Linked DNA regions of Mus musculus: region 2 is linked to region 1. The links are chromatin contacts, called in public Hi-C maps. All regions are on one chromosome and are shown on one strand. Each heading gives the region's core, a stretch centred on a gene start, on an enhancer-like site or on the middle of the called end of the contact. The rest is flanking DNA. Distances are from core to core; before and after follow the strand shown.

Region 1 (6,102 bases), core at 1,729-4,228:
AATCAGGGAACAGCCCTTGAACTTTTTGAAGGCCCCAGCCTAGATATGGAAAGGAAAGGACAAGACTCAGTCAAACAGTGCCTAGGACACAGGCTAAAGTTCTTTCTGATCAGAAAGACCTGCACTTTCCAGGCTCTGCTATTCATCAGCTGTGTGGATTCTTGCAAATTACTCAGCTGAACTTTGGGTTTGTGCACGTGGAATCTGATCTTAGTAGGGGGGAATTAAGAACAGAGGCTTAGGGGATGGAGCAAGAGCTCAGCAGTTAGGAATGCACACTTTGGGGACGGGAGAGCTGGAGGGATGGCTCATCCATAAAGAGCACTGGTTTTTCTTCCAAAAGATCCAGATTCAATTCACAGTACCCACATAGTAGCTAACAACCAATTTCAACTACAATTCCTGGGATCTAATAGCCTAGTTCAACCTCAGTGGGCACCAAGCATGCACATGGTACATAGACATACATGGAGGCAACCTCTCATAAACATAAAATGTGTATGTATGTATGTATGTATGTGTATATCAGTCAATCTATCTCTCTATATCTATATATACACACACATATACAAACATATATATGTATACATAAACAAACATATACTGTATGGAGAGAGCTTGCTTCTCTCTCAGAGCACCAGATTTCAGATCTCAGCATCCGCACTAGGTAGCTTACAAACACCTGTAAGTCCAGCTCTCCCCTTCCTGAACTCTGTTAGTACCACACTTGCTAAGCAGTGTTTAGAATCCCTTCCCAATCTCCTCAGCCTCAGCCTCTCCCTTTCCAGGACTTGCACACACCGTGTTTCAGGATGTCACCCACACCCAACAAAGATTTGTTGGAATCCTAACCCAATACTTCAAAAAGTGAGCATCATGCAAACACAGTAATGCCAGAAGCAGCCATGGCTCAACAGAAGTCACTGGTGCAGAGCCCAACCTGAACTTTGTCCTCATGAAAAGGAGAAACTGAGACACTGCCCTCCACCCCAGCCCTCCTATCACCCCCCTCCACCTCCTGTCTGTGCACTAGTTTCAAACCCCTTGCCAGCTCCCATTCATCCAAAGCGCAAATTCCAAACTTCTTCTCTGGTGTTCCTGACTTACTAAGACCTACTTACATTCTGCCCATAGCTCCTTCCTCCTTCTTACTAAGGAGGTGAACTAAAGACTCACGCGATGAGTTAATCTGAGAAAAGAAGGACCCAAGTGAGGTTCAAGAGGCAGAGTAGGCAAGCCTGGAGGTGCCTTAGGTGAGAGGCTGTGAATGAAATCTGAGAGTCACCTGTGACATACCAGAGGCAGAGTATCTGATGCTGTGATGGTTATTACTGATTTTTCAACTTGACAAGATCTAAAAATCACCTAAGAGACAAGACCCTATGCATGTCTTTGGCATGTGGGTTAATTGAGGTAGGAAGATCTACTCTAAATGTGGGCAGCACCATATCATGGGCTGGAATAAACTGAATAAAAAGGGAAAGTCAAGCTGAGTGCCAGTAGTCATCTCTCCATCTCTCTGCTTCCTGCCTATGGATGCAACATCACCAACTGTCTCATGCCCCTGACACTGTGTCTTCTCTGCCGCCACAGATCCTTAAACTCCAAGTCAATGTAAGCCTTTCCCCAAGTTGCTTTTCCCAGGTCACAACAAGAAAAGTAATGAATATAAATATTCTGGAAGAGACTACTTAGGGTGCCTGGCACAGACTTAGACCCACATGGATCTGTTCACTTGTTCAAGTACAAAAGGAAAGGGAAAAAGAAGGACATGAGGAGGAGGAGGAGGCGGTATGAGGAGGGGGTGGTGTTGGCATCGGCAGCGAGGCGGCAGTTCTGGCGAGAGGACCCCCAAATGGGAATCCACACTTACCTACCTGCTCGATCTCCCGGCAGCGCCGACCTAGTGCCTGGTACTTTCTACGATTTAGTTCCCGCTGGCGACGCCTTCGACCCCGGGCTGCCTCTTCCTCTTCATCTCGCTCCCGGAGTCCTGAATCACCCAGACCACCGGACACAAATTCCACTTCTGTCTCTAGCTCACTTTCTAGGATGTGGCCACCAAACAGGGGAGGCAGAGCCAGCTCTGAGCCTGGTGGCGCTGAGAACTCTTCAAAGCCCACGGCTGCCATGGTCCTGTAGGGCCAAGAAGTTTTAGGAGCCTATATTCTGGCTCTCCAAGTCCCTCCCAGGGGGACTTAGGTCCAGGCCCCAGCCTGGAGCCCAGATCCTAGCCCTCTCCTCCATCACACCCAGCAGCCCAGACTCTAGCCCTCCTCCCTCCTACCAAGAAGCCCAGACCCTAGCCCTTCTTGGTCACTGCCAGGGATCCAGGCCCCAGTCCTCGTCCCTAACAATGAGGAATCAGACCCTAGCCTCCTCCCTCAGACTTTGGAGCCCACACTCCAATCTCCTTGCTCTCAGATCCATAAGAACAGCAAATTCCAAATCTCCCCTACGATGCTCCAGTACTGCCTCCGGTTCTCCCACAGAGATTCGAAAAGAAAGCAACTGCACGAACTTCCCCATCGTCCCTGAGAGCACTACAGCCGATCGTTGCTGTTTTTGGAGTCCCCGTTTACACAAAGCTCAGCTACTCACCCCTCTCTCTGTTCCAACTCCATTTCTCTGGTCAAGAGACACCTCAAGCCTCAGAGAGGTGGAGTCTTGCGCAAAACTACCTCTCCCATCAGGCCTTGCGACACAGGAAAACTGGGAATTAAAGTTTCCTACTCTGCCTTCGTTTGCACCCGACTCCAAATTGCGGCTTGAAGCCTTCGGTTTATCCTCTAGCGCCTGCACCGATCGTCCACGTTGTCACCTTCTTTACTCCTGTCTTGTCGCAGTGTCGACTAGCCAAAGCGAATCTCTGTTTAGCAGGCTCAATCCACGGCGACGTACGACTTCCCCTAGCCCTAGAACCCAGCACTCCCGGTCGCCGTCCCGCGAGGCGGCTGCTAATAAAGTTGTTGTCCAAACGCTGCCGGAAATGTCGTAAACGGCCAATCAAAACACAGATTTATCGGCGGCAAGTAAACGTCATCAAAGAGAGCCGAAGCTCTGGGGAAGCAGATTTCTTGGAAACGATTGTGAGAGGATCGAAGCGGTGAGTGTGATGGAGAAGAAGGGATGGCCGGAAGCCAAGCTACTGGAGGAGAAAGTGTAGCGGGCGACTTAAATCATAGTATAAATAATAATATTAAACGTATGGAGCGCCTTAGAACTAATATTCAAGACGTGAGTGGATCACAGCATAACTTTAGGCTGAAATATGGCACGTGGGCCAGACGGGTGGAATGAAAGAACTGAAGGCAGGGTGAGGGAGCAAAGAGCCGGGTTAGGCAAAGATGAATAGTTGCTCAAAGACCCAGAGGTGTGGGGAAAAGTTGCCAGGTCAGGTGGTACCTGGAGGGATGTGCTGTGTTCTGTGTGGGTAGGAACAGGAGACAACCTCCGTGAACTAAGCAAGCTGTGGAGCCTGCGTGCGGCTACAGGAGCTGATGAAGAAGAAACTTAAGGGGATCCGGGAGAAGGTGCTCCTTCTGGTGATATGAGTGGACAGGGTCAAGATGCAGTATTAGGGAACCCCATTCTCCCTTTCCCATAGGCCTTGGGATGTCTCTGGCTGATGAGCTCTTGGCTGACCTCGAGGAGGCAGCAGAAGAAGAGGAAGGAGGAAGCTATGGAGAAGAGGAGGAGGAGCCAGCAATTGAGGATGTACAGGAGGAGACCCAGCTGGATCTTTCTGGAGATTCAGTCAAGAGCATTGCCAAGCTATGGGACAGCAAGATGGTGAGGTGGCACCCTTTAAGTCAGCGTTCCTAGGGAGGAGTGGCCGGAGAGCAGTTCTTTCTGAGAGGCCTAGTTTCTGACTGTGCTCTCCTTCCTCATCAGTTTGCTGAGATCATGATGAAGATTGAGGAGTATATCAGCAAGCAAGCCAACGTGTCGGAAGGTGCCTCCCACCCTCACTTTCCTCTGCCCATTCTGACTCCCCGACTCTCTTGCTCCTTATGGTTTTATCACCAAGTGTCTCCCTCCTCAGCTTTCCTCAGAGCATTCATTCTTCTTTTTTTTTTTAAATCCAGTTACTGACCCTCTGAAAACATACTGCATTGTACCCAGACATGATATGTGTTTATATCTCACCACTTAGGAGACTGAGGCAGCAGGTACATGAATGAGTTCAAGTCCAGTCTGGTCAGAGTCAGCCTGGGTAAAACCCTGTCTCAGAAATAGGTACATTCATGGAGTTGGAGAGATAGTTAAGAGTATCTGCTGCTCTTCCAGAGGTCTTGGGTTTAGTTCTTAGCATCCACATGGGTCATAACTATCTGTAACTCCAGTTCTTGGTGATCTGACATCTTCTGCTCTCCATGGGCATTATATATATATTATGCACATCAGGCAAAACGCATACATACATTTTTTTTAGAAGAAAGTGAGACAACACCTATGTTTAAAAAAAAGGAAGAAAGAAAAATAAACATGCATATTGTACTATAAAACTGATGTGTTTTCTAATTGTGAGAAGACTTGTCTCTGGGTTCTCTGAACTATAGGACCTTTTCCACATCCACAGACAGGGTGTGTACACATGTATGTACGTATATTTTTAAATATGGAGACAAGGTTTCACTCTGAAGTTCAGACTGGCCTAGAAGTTACTAGGTAGCCTATAGTGGCCTTGAACTCTCAGCAACCATCCTTTTTCAGCCTCCTGAGTGTGAGGCAGAAGCAACCATGCCCACTCTGTAGTCCCTACAGAAGGGACTGACTAACCCTGCATTGGGTCAGGGAAGAAGTGCCCCCTGTTGGAATTTGAGTACTTGTGCTAACCCTGGGGAAGGAACAAGGGCTGTTAATTCACTGAGTGATGGGAGTCTCCCAGCCAGCTTCTACAGGGATTCCAAGTGGCAGGCAGAGAAACTTCTTGTTCCGTAAAGCCAAAGAAAGTCACAGAACGTGACTGCCTGATGTCAAGTTTGATGAATCAGGTCTGCTCATGTCAGGTGTCTTAACTAGTGGGGGAAGTGGACACAAAGCCTGTCTAGCAGAGGTGGCCCAATTCATGCAGACTGTCACCCTTCTGGGGTGGAGGTGGGGGGTTGTTTAATGCCCTCAGAGTTTTAATGACCTAAAGGGACATGTGAGGCCACATTACTCAATACCAATTTAATTGTCTATGCATAAAGTGTGGTTTCTAGAAACAGACTTAAGGAATGTCCCAGGGAGATGGAGCAGTACCTGTGAAGGCAGGAGGAGTGAAATAGCCTTGAGTGCCCGGTGGCGGCTGGGAGGATGGAGCAGAAAAGCAGAAAGGATAATGCTGTAGAGCCAACGAGTCACCGGATCTCACTGAAGGGACTCCTGTGCTGTGTGCACCAAGGTTGCAGGTGTGGGGAACGTGGACCTCCATCTGTATGGGAGACCTTGAGTGCCAGTCTGAGGATCTTGCTCGCTAGCCTCAAGGCTTTGGGAAGCTATAGGAAGGTTTAATTTTGGAGCAAGATGAGGTCAAGACCAGATTGACCCAGAGGATAGACTGCAGGAGAAAGATGAGAAGCAGGAGTAAGGCTCCTGGAGAGGAATATAAGCCTCAGTGAATTCTTCAGCCCTTATGTAGCCCCCTCAGCCCCTCCTTTCTGATTCCATCCAGCCTCCACCTCAGTCCCCAGCTTCGTTCCTCCCCCATCCATATCCCTTCTTCTTTGTAGTGATGGGACCAGTGGAGGCAGCTCCTGAGTACCGAGTCATTGTGGATGCCAACAACCTGACTGTGGAGATAGAAAATGAGCTGAGTGAGTGATGGGAAGGGCTATGGAGACACCAGTATCCTGTGCTCTTCACTCTTTCGTTATGACCCAAAGGGAAGAACAGGCATGAACCTGGACCTCTTTTGTTTGCCTTTCTTGGGCAAAAATATTGCCCTGATTAGGTTCATCTTCTATAACAGAGTAACTAACATAAATTGTACTCTCCTCCATCATAAAAGTCTGAATAAGCAGGGCAGGTCTCGAGTCATCCTTTGACCCCCTTGAGCAGCCAGGCTTTGCCACCTCGTACGTGCTCCAGGATGATGCCCACCTCTGCATCCCTACC
Region 2 (6,102 bases), core at 1,329-3,828, 2.8 Mb after region 1:
AAACATTCTTATATTTACTAACAAGCCCCCAGCAGGCCAGTCTAGCCGAAACAGGGAGCCCCAGGCTTACCATGAGATCCTATCTCAAAATGTAAGGTGGAGGGCGACAGACTCCCAACACCGACTAATGGTCTCCACACACACGCACATGGGCAATCAAGCCTACAAATGCATATATACAAATAAATAAATAAAAGTAAAATTTGAAAGGGTGATTGTGGCTGTGTTTGGAGGCACACACATCTCATTTCAGCACTCTGGAGGTAGAGACAGATGGGTCTCTGAGTTAGAGATCAGCCAGGTTTACAGAGTTCTAGGGCAGTCAGGGCTACATAGCGAGGCCTTGGATAAAAACAAACTGAAAGATCACATGCAAGATGAGTACACACTGCAGAAATAGGAAAACAGGGGACACAAACTTCCATTCTCGTTGTTCCAGAGGACTCTGGGTGGTTTTTGTAAAGTCCATCTCATGGTAGGTTCTGTTGGACTGTATGCCTGCCTTTCCTTGTTTATCCTAAGTTCATTCTCTTCCTCTACCCCCCACCCAATTTGTTATCAAATTGCCAGGGCTGGCGAGATGGCTCAGTGGTTAAGAGCGCTTGCTGGTTTTGCAGAGGACTTGGATTTGGGTCCCAGCACCCATATAGCAGCTCACAACTGTCTGTAACCCAACTTCCAGGGGATGCTCTTTTCTGGGCTCCACAAGAACTGTAGGCACGCAATGCACACAATACATGAAGACAAAACACTCATCCACATAAAATAAAAGCAAGTCTTTCAGGGGCTGGAGAGATGGCTCAGATGTTAAGAGCAGTCTGCTCTTCCCAAAATCCTGAGTTCAATTCCCAGCAACCATATGGTGGCTCACAACCATTTATCCTGGGATCTGATGCCCTCTTCTGGAAAGCGGATGTACATACAGATAGAGCATCATTTACATAAAATAATAAACCAACCTTTCAAAAAATCTTTGTGGTGACAATGCTGCAATATTGTTTTTGCTTAAGAATTTTTTAGTATAAAATTTCCTTCTGGTTATATGAGGTGTTTGTGAAGCATAAATGGTTTTATATTTAGATGTTGGTTTCTTTTCTAAAATATTTCATTACGGTATGCACATATTTACCACTCAGAAAAAAAAATAACACTTTTGTTCTCAAACATTTTATATAAAGAATATTCTGCTTGCTCAGCGGTAGTGACACACACTTTTAAAACCAGCCCTTCCAGAGGCAGAGGCAGGCAGATCTCCGAGTTCGAGGCCAGCCTGGTCTACAGAGTGAGTTCCAGAACATCCAGAGCCACACAACACTCTCTCAGATGATAACTGAATGACAAAAATAGGCAGCTCACAGTCCTAAATGGGACATTCTTGTATACCTTCTCAAGGGTCTGGGAACATCGTATTAGACGAAGGAGAAAGAATGTAAGAGTCTGAGAATGGCAAGGAGTGCTGTGGAATGGTTTTGGGCATGTTGTGCTCATGAACTCATAGAAACTGATTACCAGCACAAGATTGCTGGTAATTACCAGCGCCGATCAATATTATAGCCATTGATAGAGGAAGGGCGTACCCCTCCACACCTAGCTGAGGAGCTATAAGCAAATGATGGCAGCTGAGAGAGTGGGAGTCATTTTTCTTTGGGGATGTGGCCTCTGGTAGATTGTTCATGTCACACTCCACTGGTATACTGGTAGGCGGCACTAACAGGGCTATATTTAAAAAAAAAGTGTGGTGGGGTGGCAAAAGGAATGTGGAAGTATTGGGGATGGTTGGGAGAGGAGATGTGTTGGATATGATCAAGATACAGTATATATACATGTATGAAACCGACAAAGAATAAACTGCGCTCCCCTCACCTCACCCCGCTTCCCCGTTTCTCTGTGTAGCCCTGACTGTCCTGGAACTCGCTCTGCAGATCAGGTTGGTCTCGAATTCTGAGATCCGGCTGTCTCTTACTCCCGGGCACTGCGATTAAAGGCAAGAGTGAACATATTAAAGAGGCACCGCAGAAGAAAACCTGGGGAAACCTGCAGACCTAAAACTTGGTAGTACATACAGAGGGGCATTTTGAACACTAGGCACTAAAGTCGAGGTGGTCTAGTGGAGAGGTGAAGATTGCAATGGCAGCAACTGAATCCCAAACTGAAAAGTACATGCAACCAGAACCACTGTGGACTTGCCAAAAGCCCGCATTGCCCCAGCCCAATTCACAGCATCCTCCAACTCCCCTTCCTCCAAACAACCTCAAATCGCGCGCCACTAGCCCTGCCGCTGCACTCGTACGCTCCAATTGTCACCAGGACTCCCAGAAGCCTCTGAGGAACTGTTTTGAATTTCGCGGGACTCGTGTTTCCGGCAGGGTCCCGCGGTTCTCCCACAGGGTCTTGTAAAAACCAGCTGGGCTCTAAAGGATTTCTCCGCTGGGGACTACACTTCCCAGGGGGCCTTGTGCTCAAGCAAAGTCCACTTCCGGTGCGTTCCGGAGGAACTGCCTGAGGGTCCGATCTTTTAGGGCGGGGTTGGGCAGGGCGAGGGCGTGGCTGGCGAGGGCGTGGCGGGCGTGGGTGTTGCCGGGGGTGTGTCCCTGAGCAGCGGCCTTGAAGGGTGTCTGCAGCCTGGCTAGGAGAGCGTGCGCCCCTCGCGTGACATGCAGGGAATGGCGAGTGTAGTGTCATGCGAACCCTGGGCCCTCCTGGGGCGTGGCGCCCTCTGCACAAAGGCCAGGCCTGGTGGAGGTCCGGCGGCGGGGACTGTAGTTGCTCCTGGGAGCCCCGACCGGGGAAGGCCGCGCTCCAGGAACAGCCTGGCCTCCCAGGATCAGCAAGGAGCAGTGACCTCGGGGACCGCGCACAAAGGTGAGTGTCATGTTTCTGGGCTGAGTGGACAAAGATGAATCTATTCTGGGTGTGAAGGAAGGGTAAGGTCCGATGGTTCTCGAGGCCTTGGTGCTGGAGATGGTGTCTCTGGGCGCGTGATTGTGATGGTTAAATAACCAATCCTCGAAAGCTCAACTTGAGGCAGAGAAGTCAGGCAGAGGTGCTGGAGGGACGTTGACAACTACAGGGTCAACTTAGTTTAGACTTGTATCCATGTCAATGCTTCAAGAAATGAAACTCCCAGTGCGACAAGAGATGGCTTAGCCATTGTACTTGTTCCTCTTGCAGAGGTTCCTAGCACCCACATAGTGAGTCACAACCATCCCTAACTCCTATTGCAGGGGATAGAACATTCTCCTCTGAACTTTGTGGGCATCAGGCACACACACGTGGTGCACATATATTCATGCAAGTAAGACGAGAAAAGAGACAACCTGATTCCACATCCTACCCTGTCCTTACTCCCGCACAGGGTAATAAGGGTTTGGCATCTCTGCTCATGCACGGTGTAGTCTCGTGTAGATTTGGTGTCTAGTCCTTCCTTTCCTCCAGCTCTGTTTTCCAGAGATACCAACTTCCTCCAGGAGATAAACCGCAAACAGGAAGCTGCCCCTACAGGGACTAGACATAAAGCCAAGTCGCAGGTGAGTCACATTTCCTCTTTGCTTCCTGAAACAGTCTTGCCTTTTCAATACTTAATGGTGTTTATTTTCTGTGAAAAGTTTTCAGTTTAAGAGACCTGTCCTGGGTGCTGTTTCTTCCTACTCCGGTGAGTGATGGGCTACAGGGCTAGCTTCAAACTGATTCTCTTTCCTTTTCATCCCAACTGTTCCTTCTTGGTTGAAGAAATGATTCATCCCTTTCATTGTCCCATTTATCTCAGAAGGGTTTTTTTGTTTGTTTGTCTTTTGTTTTGGATAAGGTCTATCTACATAGCTCTGGCTGCCCTGCAACTCACTATGTACACTATATAGACTAGGCTGGTCTTGAACTCACAGAACTCTGCCTGCCTCTTATGAGTGCAGGAATTAAAGGTGTTTCCCATCATATTCTTCTGATTCTTATGTTCAGAAACGCTGCAGTGCTTCCACCTGGTTTCTATGATGCTCACCTTGGAGGAGAAATATATTGTGGTTAAGGCTTGCTTAGGGGGTTGAAGAGAGGGTTCAGTGGGCAAGAGTACTTCCTCTGGAAGCACAAGGACCTGAGTTTGAATCCCAAGTGCCTGTGTAAGAAGGGAAGTATGTTCCTGTAGACTGGAATTTCCAAGCAGAGGCAGATACATTTATAGAGCTCTCTGGTCAAGTCAGCTTAGTCAAAAATGTAAACTTCTAATTCAGTGGGAAAACCTGTCTCAAAGCAGTAATGCAAGGAGCTCAGCATTCTGGTTATGACAAGAACACAGGAAGCTGGACACTCATATACAACACACACACCCCCCACAATTTTTAACTGGGCTGGTGGGATGGCTCAGAAGTAAACTACTTGCTGCCAGTCCGGACAACCTGAGTGTGATTTCCAGGAGCCTCATGGAGGAGGGAGAGAGCCTGAGAAGTTTTCCTCTGACATTCACACACGTGCCTGGACACACATACAAATACACACATATAAATGTAATGGGATTTATAAAACTAATTTTAAATTGAAAAACATTTCTTGATCTCAAGGAGCCCACAACAGAAAAATTCACAGAAAGTCAAGGCATCGTGCAAGAGTCCAGTTTCCCTACCTTGGGTCTGGGATGCCCTCTGTCTTATTCCTTTGATTTTGAGACAGGGGCTCACTATGCAGTCTTGACAAACCAGGGACTTGCTATGTGGACAGCTTTGAACTCATGGAGATCTTTTTGCCTCTGCCTTCCGAAGGCTAGAATTATCCTTATGCGTTGATCTCGTGGCTCTGTGTTTCTGTGATGTGTGTGTCTACTCCTTTCTCTTCTGAATGCCAGAGAGTTCATTGCTGGTCAGATCTTGCTGCTCTTTTCTCAGAAGTCCACAAGGTGTCCTTGAAGAAAGGCCCCATCCCCAAAGGGACTGAGCAGATGTCTCAGACATGGTTCCTCATTGTATCTCTGACTTCTGCCTCTCACCTTCATTCTCTTTGTTTCTGGAAAGTTGCCTTCACATTTCATGATCAGAGCCTTTAAAATCTCAAATATTGGAGCTGGAGAGATAGGTCTGTGTTTAAGAGTGCTTGCTGCTATATCAGAGGACCAAACTTTGGAACTCAACACGGAAGTCAGGCCGCTGACAGCTGTCTGTACCTGTAGCTCTAGAGGATCTGATGCAGACTTCTGGCTTCTGCAGGCACAGGGCATGTGTGTACACACACACACACGGAGGAGGAGAGAACATGAATGTAAACGAAAAAGGGAGGAAGGATGGTATGGTGTGGGGGCATGGTCTGTTGTCTCAGGCACTCAGGATGCTGCAATATGTAGTCTCAGTAGCACCTTGAGCCTAGGAGTTTGAGATAAGCTAGGCATCAGAGTGAGATTTTTGTTTCAAGAAGGAAAATAAAGCTGGGCAGTGGTGGCACACACCTTTAATCCCAGCACTGGGGAGGCAGAGGCAGGTGGATTTCTGAGTTTGAGGCCAGCCTGGTCTACAGAGTGAGTTCCAGGACAGCCAGGGCTATACAGAGAAACTCTGTATCTACCCCCCCCCCCCCCACACACACACACAAAAGAAGGAAAAGAAAAGTAAACATTGCCAGTTACAAGAAAACATCCTGCTGCTTTTTTTCTCCCTTGGGAGTCATGCAATTCTATTCTCCTTGATGGTGACAAGGTAGTAACAAATGCCAGACACACTGAACGTATTTGTCCCATTGGCCCACTTAAAAGTGGCTCACAACCATCCATAACAAGATCTGACTCCCTCTTCTGGTGTGTCTGAAGACAGCTACAGTGTACTTACATATAATAATAAATAAATCTTTAAAAAAAGTGATTAAAAAAAAACAACCTGTTTTAGGATGAGCTTTATAACCTGAAAGTTTCCCATCCCCCCATTTTTAAAAAAAAATTCTCTTTAAAAACTATAAAATTATTCTGTTGTGGTGCCACTTAACATGTAAACAATATTGCTGTATACACAATGTGGCTTTTCATATTCCCCCCAAAATAGGCCATCATCTTCTCTCATTCTCTCATTCTCATTTCTAAAAACAGATTTTTAAAAACATAAAGATGACTTGGTTTGCTTAGTAAAACATATC

Evidence for each region. A called contact is a pair of places that touch in the nucleus more often than the background predicts.
Region 2: a contact with region 1 is called in a Hi-C map of B cells, with 6 read pairs. The contact joins the promoter of Zfp28 here to the promoter of Tfpt in region 1. A contact is called at or near these places in 2 of 39 promoter capture datasets (cranial neural crest and pre-B cells) and 1 of 484 Hi-C or Micro-C datasets (B cells).

What each region holds. Positions count from the first base shown.
Region 1 is chr7:3,626,951-3,633,052 of GRCm38.p6, forward strand. Tfpt (TCF3 (E2A) fusion partner) reads right to left here and starts at 2,979. Exons shown (of 6, transcript NM_001290381.1): 1 at 2,602-2,979; 2 at 1,878-2,136. The coding sequence starts at 2,624. Prpf31 (pre-mRNA processing factor 31) reads left to right here and starts at 3,035. Exons shown (of 14, transcript NM_027328.4): 1 at 3,035-3,106; 2 at 3,608-3,792; 3 at 3,895-3,955; 4 at 5,718-5,801. The coding sequence starts at 3,616. It overlaps Gm15927 (a long non-coding RNA gene), which reads right to left. Exons shown (of 6, transcript XR_003946711.1): 4 at 6,088-6,102; 5 at 5,248-5,545; 6 at 4,121-4,453.
Region 2 is chr7:6,380,740-6,386,841 of GRCm38.p6, forward strand. It overlaps Zfp28 (zinc finger protein 28), which reads left to right and starts at 2,579. Exons shown (of 7, transcript NM_175247.3): 1 at 2,579-2,862; 2 at 3,436-3,527. The coding sequence starts at 2,655. Zfp78 (zinc finger protein 78) reads left to right here. Exons shown (of 5, transcript NM_001025163.1): 5 at 1-1,866.